Regions from separate parts of the Zea mays genome. Here region 2 is linked to region 1. The links are chromatin contacts, called in public Hi-C maps. All regions are on one chromosome and are shown on one strand. Each heading gives the region's core, a stretch centred on a gene start, on an enhancer-like site or on the middle of the called end of the contact. The rest is flanking DNA. Distances are from core to core; before and after follow the strand shown. Region 1 holds the start of LOC100281766. Region 2 holds the start of LOC100501436.

Region 1 (3,245 bases), core at 691-3,190:
ACCCCCTTCCTTAGCTTATAAAAGGAATAGGCCAGTCCCCGTACAGACGGATGATCCCCAAGGAAGACAATATTCAGAAGATCAACGAGACGGAGATGGACCAGGAGATCAAAACCCCATCGCCAAGGCAAGACTTCACTAGGACTACACCTTATAACCACCTCCACCTCAAACAAGAGACTTAGGAGCCTCTCCTCCCTCTCTCGCCTTGCTTGTAACACATACTACGAGCTTTGATCATGAATGGTACCGGTAGTGTAAGCCGTTGATGACTGAATGTAGGGACGTTTTGTCCGAATCAATATAAATCTTGCATCCAATGCACACATCCTTTGGAGCCCGAAACACACACAATAAATTTATTTGTCGGAGTGAGGTTCGAAACACCGATAATCTGAATCCCCCTGCAATAGAAAGCTGCAAGGACGTGTTCAAGAAAGAAATGCTCCCCATATGTTATAGATGCACATGCTTCTATTAGACTTTGGTTGCGAACCTTGTAAAACATTTTTCCAAACTAGCTCGACTCCCTGTGCGAAGTCCACGTACCCTACACTTCCTGTACCCTTTTTCTTTAATGAAAACAATGTAGGGACCCCGTACAGTGAATTATTAAAACAATGCTAGTCGTGTGGAGCCATGGTACGGTGTCCCTAATAAAGTTATCCCATTCCAATGGCTAGAACATCCAAGGTGTTTCATGTTACGATCCCCTTTAAGTACTCAACAAAACACAGAAAAATATTCGACAAACTCTTTACCGAATGTGGCTCCAATAGACCCTTTGCCAGTCTTTTTACCTAGAGCTCTGGAAGACACTCGGCAAAGAGGAGCTTATTTGCCAAGAGCCTGTTTATGCCGCGCGTTTTCCTCTCGACAAACTTACTTAGTCCGAGCCGAGTGTTTTAGTTCGCCGAGAGTGGCACTCAGTGTGGGCAACGACTGTTATATAAGTAGTTCTTCTGTGCAAGCGTGCAAGTAAACCATCTAATACATTAGATTACGATCCAACCACAGATACAACCATGGTTTGTTAGGGGTTTTTTATAAAGATTATTGAGCTGGTGATGTAAGGGTTTAAGTGTTAAATATGACCTACGGTTGGATCACGATCTAATGAATCAGATGGTTTGCTTGCACGCTTGCACAGAAGAACTGCTTGCATAGCAGTCGTTGTCCTCAGTGTGCTCGATAAATTGTTCTCGGCAGAGTGCCGAGCACTCGGCAAAGAGCTGGATTCGGTAGTGTATCGGTTTATTTTTTTCTACGATAAACACAAGAAAACAGGTAAAAAAAATTTCTCGCACGGCAAAGTCCAAACGCGCCATAGAGTTCATATATGCCAATAAACACGAGCGCTGCTAGCACTCAGCAGTTCCACGTTCAAAACAGGCTTTGTTCCATTACATATTATTTAATCCATTAACTTGCTGGTACTGCCAAATATTCGGTAACGCATGCATGCATGTTTTACTGATCCGCTGCGGCTATGCACACGCAGGACACGAGCCGAGGCGAGGCGAGACGAGGCAGTACTAGCAGTCCCTGGTGCAGAAGCAGCGGTGGCGTAGGCCCTTGCACACGCCGCCGGTGAAACCTTCGGTCAGGCAGACGTTTGCGCAGTTGGCGTCCCTCGAGCAAGGTCCCTTGAAGCGGAAGCTCTGCGACTCGCACTTCCTCGCCGACACCATAGTCACCGGCCCGCCTTGCGTCCCTGCAAAACGCAAACAAACATGTGTAATCTACACAATGTTTTTTTTGCATGTATATTTATATATCATGGCGAAGGCGTACCGGTGTAACAAACGAGCAGGAGGAGGACCACGAAAAGCTTGGTGGAGAGACCGCCCATTATTCTATCCTTTGAGATGGAATGGAATGGAGAGTATTTGTGTGTGTGTTGGCTATAGAGATATAGGGTATACAGACGAAGCTATGGTATGGGCACCGTACCGTACCCTTCTTATATACTGCTTGTACATAGGTTGGTTGGTTGGTTTGTAGCGGCGGCACACAGAAATTCTTAGATGGTTTTACAGAGGCGATCGAGCACACAGATTTATTATTTATTTATTTATTATTATGCCGTTACAAACTGGCTGGCTATAGCCTATAGCCAGTACAATTGACCCAATATATGGCAGCCATGAATGTGCTGCACCGATGTTGTCACTGCCATGCCGAATGCGTGTCATCGATCGCGGTACGTCGCTCATGAGATGGGCCGGGTGGTGAGTACTTACGAGGTATGAGCTGTCTTTTGTCTTTTTTTTCTTGAATCGTCGCTAGCTAGGGGAGATGCTCGCCGTGCCGTCGTCGTTGCACATCTTGACAGAGAGCCTGCGCACCCCGCCGCCGCTAGCTAGTGGAGGTGCTCGTCGTGCCGTTCATGTTTAGGGTATCTTTTGGATATAAACTATTTCAAAACCATGATTTTGAAATACTACGTTTCAAAATGTCATAACACAACCGTAGTATTTTTTTATATCACTTTTAGCAATACATGTGTCGGCGTTTCGACCCCGGGGGTCCCTGGACCGACGAGTGAAATTGTCGCTGCATGTCCCAGCCCAGATGGGTTGGCACGAGATGGAACACAAGGGGGAAGAACGCGGCTTGTGTTATCCTGCGCCAAGGGGGGGATGCGCTTGCAGTAGGGGTTACAAGCGCTCGCGAGGGAGAGAGAGAGCGAGTCTGCTCGTCAGCCCGTGCTCCCGCGCGACCACCCTTCTGTATGAGGGCCCTGGCCCTTCCTTTTATAGATGCAAGGAGAGGGTCCAGGTGTACAATAGGGGTGTAGCAATATGCTAACGTGTCCGGTAGAGAGGAGCCAGAGCCCTATGTACATGCCAACGTGGCTGTCGAAGAGGTGCTAGAGCCCTGTGTACGCGGTGTCGTGGCCATCGAAGGAGCATTTGAGCCCTGTAGAAGCACAGCTGTCGGGGCTGCTGGGACCTTGCTGACGTCTCCTTGCTTCCGTAGGGGGCTGAGAACCGTCGTCGTCATGGACGCACGCGGGGAGCCATCATTACTTGTTACCGGGGCGAGCCTGGATGGGACGTCGGTCTTGTTCCCCCGTAGCCTGAGCTAGCTAGGGGTAGGGTAATGATGTATCCTCCGTGGCGCGGTCGGTCCGAGCTCAAGGTCGGGCGAGGCAGAGACTCCTCTTGAGGCCGAGGTCGGGCGAGGACGCGATTCCTCCCGAGGTCGAGGTTGAGGCCGAGCCCTGGGGTCGGGCGAGGCGG
Region 2 (3,343 bases), core at 131-2,630, 260 kb before region 1:
TGAAGTGCTCGATGCAACTATAAATGCTTACCGGTTATTATCACATCGGTAAGATTGGATCCAAATATTAGACTTTGATGTCTTTTGCCGGGGAGTTCTCTACCGCGCCCATAAGATGGAAGAGCATCAATCACTGGCCAGTCAGAGGAGTCCTGCAAATATCCTCATAAGAACACCATAACCAAACGGCTGCACTGTTGTTTCAGTAGAAACTTACTCATCAAAACATGAGATGCACTTACAGTAAACTTGTGATGAGGCATTATTGGTACTATTTATTGTCAAGATGTACAGGCGATTATACATTCTCTTAGTTTCAATACGTGAGAACTGTACGAAAAGAAAAAGACAACGGTCTAAAGCCACAGCGACGAGGCAAAACAGAAGCAACTCTACTTAAAGTAGGTGAATTATTATTGCCTACGGAACCATTTGTGAAATCATCTTACTGGTGATCCAAGAATCACTGCGTCCTTGTCCAGCGATAGCGTGAGATGGCTGATCAGGCTAAAACTCCCAGTCAACCACCTCCCAGCAGGCACGAACAGCTGCGCCCCGCCCTTCTTCGCGAATGAGTCGAGGTGGAAGAGCGCATTCTGAAACGCCTTCGTGTTAAGAGTCGCACCATCTCCGACGGCGCCGAAATCGGTTACCGAGGCCCTGTGCGGCCTTTCTACACTCGCTGTCAAGTCCTCGCAGTACATGCCCCATACACCACTAGCCCATTGCGTCTGAGCAACAACGATGGTTGCGGAAACCAGAAGGACTTGAAGAACCTGCGCGAAATTCAAAGTGTCCGCGTCAGTAGCCTTAGAATTGAAGTTTCTACCATTCTTAATGATCTGCGTGAATATGCCCATTTGATTCTTTCCCCCAAAAAAAATCTCTGGCTCTACATCCGAGCACCCCGAGAGCCAAATTGACCCCCATTCAGGAAAGGCGCTGACGGCGGAGCAATTCGCGAGGAAACACCAAAAACTGAATCGCAACCCCAATCCAGATACCCAACAAGAAATACGGTCTCCTTACACTCGCGGATCTACCCATCTTCCTGCTACAGTTGAGCATCCGCTCCTTTCCTCTCCTCTCGAGCGGTTACTGAGTTCCCATCAAAACAACTGCAGCCACCAATGGGAGACCCCGAAGACAGACCTGCAGGTTATTAGCGCCACAAGACCAGCGAAGAGCGTGTCAGGGGAACGGCGAACTGAGAGCAGAGGAACCGTCGAGTTTCGCTCACCGGAGGGGGGCAGAGGAAGAGGTGATGTGAACCCTTCTCGGACGGCGAACCGCTCTCGGCTCCACACCTCGCGGGACAGCCTTCCGTCTCGAAGCGAAGCCGCGATAGGATGCCGGTAGCTGCACCTGCAGGATTACGCGATGCAATGGATGACGGTGGAGCTGTGGAAGCAAGCAGCGTCCAGAACGAAATGGATAGAGAATGTCAGCGCGGTCAAAGTACAAAGCTGCTGGATTAGACTTGCCTTAGGGCCCGTTCGTTTCTGCTGGAACATACCAGGATTAATTTCAAATTTCCAAAACTTATAGTAATTATTGAAGAAATCTAAGCCAGATTTATTCCACCCCTTCATTCCATGCGAAACGAACGGACCCTTAAGCTATTTTTTAATCAAACTATGGTCGGACAGATTCTATAAAATTTAGTAGAATTTATGTACCAGATCATTAGATACTCTAAAAAATTATAGAGCTAAAGTTGTAGATCTTTATAAGGTATTTAGATAAATCGTTTTATTTATTATTTAGATTAAAAATATTTTTAAAACTATTTAAATTGATATTATAAACTATAGCTCCACCTAGAACCTAGAGCCATCTCAAACATCCCCTATATATTTAAAGTACCAATACAACATTATATTCTAAATTATAAATCTTTTTTATCCAGAATCATTACTGTACATCTAGACATAAATGTATAATTAAAATTTATATAAAAATTATATATCTAGGAAAAGCTAAAGTAATATATGTTCTAGTCAATATACAAGCTATCCACCTCATCCTCCATTAATTATTCACATAATGTTCTACTAAAAGCTATGTTATGCTACTAAATTCCAATCTCTTTATGTTAGTTTGAAAACTCAAATTCCCTACAAGATTGAAGGGGGTTTGAAAGAAAATGAACAAATTTTTCTCTCAATCCCCTTCAATCACGAAGGGGATTTGAGTGTCCCATGTATCATTTTCTGATAAAAAAAAAGTAGATGCAAAAACATAGAGTCCTGCAACAATGTGCGGTCTATTCTTCAAATAAATATAAACAGTAAGTTGGCTAACATAAACGGATTAACTTTGCTTATTATAGCATTTGGATGTTATTTAGGTACCTTTTTATGAATATATTTTATTTATTTATCTGATTATAATTGTTTTATCTTGACTTGTTTTTACTTTCTATCCATGAACTCCGACTCTAACTTACATGTATTCTCATCTTTCTTTTTCTATTGGTATCCCGTGACAGTGCAATTCTAGCTAAGGCCAAATTAAGGCTATTATGGCCAATATAATTGTGGAAAATATTATTTTATACTATAAATTTTATAGTTTATATATGAAATTTAAAATAGTAGATAGAGATGAGTAAGATGTTGGGAATAGCCTTTTGGTCTTATCTTGGTGAGCTATGTTATTAGCTACAAAACCACTTTTTAGGTCTCTATCTAGTAATTCCTAGCTTTTTATTATATTTAAATTTGAAATGATCTTGCTTCTTTTTATTATGGTGATCGAACACCAGTCCACCATGCTATTTGCTATGGCAATTTTCTCTTGCCTCTTGGGACAGGCGGACGGCGTACAACAGCGGCACGACGCTGGATCGCTAAGGTGAGGCCCTCAACTCATTATCCATGTGTTTGGTTGCATGTATTTGCTGGTGCTTGCATCGCGGGATACAATGAGCTGGTGTTTGGTTGTTATTAACCAGGTTCTATGCGTGCGAGGTGTGTGTTTGGTTACCTGCGTGCAGATGTGGAATCAGGCTCGCACAATACTTAAAGCACCCTGATCAAGCTCTGCAGACGCGTGCAAATTGGTCGCATCTCTGGAACCAAGCTCCCGCCAGCCTGGCTCATACAGCCGGACTACCGGAAGAAGCCAACCAAACAAACCTATGTGTTTCTTTATCTCCCTAGATCGATCATAGTTACATTTAGGCATATTGTTTCTATAAAACACATTTTCTCTGATGTTGCTTAAATGAAAAGGTAAATAACATGTATGTTTCTTAATTATCATGTTGTAATGTACACTATTACTACAAAATATCGAATATACATTAATACAATTTTATTTTTCTATCTAAAATAGGCCT

The links. Hi-C and Micro-C count contacts between places; a contact is called where the count stands out from the background.
Region 2: a Hi-C map of ear shows a contact between it and region 1, with 1.7 times the contacts expected there. The contact joins the promoter of LOC100501436 here to the promoter of LOC100281766 in region 1. A contact is called at or near these places in 2 of 25 Hi-C or Micro-C datasets (ear and leaf).

What each region holds. Positions count from the first base shown.
Region 1 is chr7:25,045,576-25,048,820 of Zm-B73-REFERENCE-NAM-5.0, reverse strand. LOC100281766 reads right to left here and starts at 1,940. Exons shown (of 2, transcript NM_001159453.2): 1 at 1,795-1,940; 2 at 1,312-1,714. The coding sequence starts at 1,852. The coding sequence ends at 1,536.
Region 2 is chr7:25,305,407-25,308,749 of Zm-B73-REFERENCE-NAM-5.0, reverse strand. It overlaps LOC100501436, which reads right to left and starts at 1,380. Exons shown (of 7, transcript NM_001196151.1): 1 at 1,241-1,380; 2 at 1,030-1,152; 3 at 450-776; 4 at 32-152. The coding sequence starts at 1,068.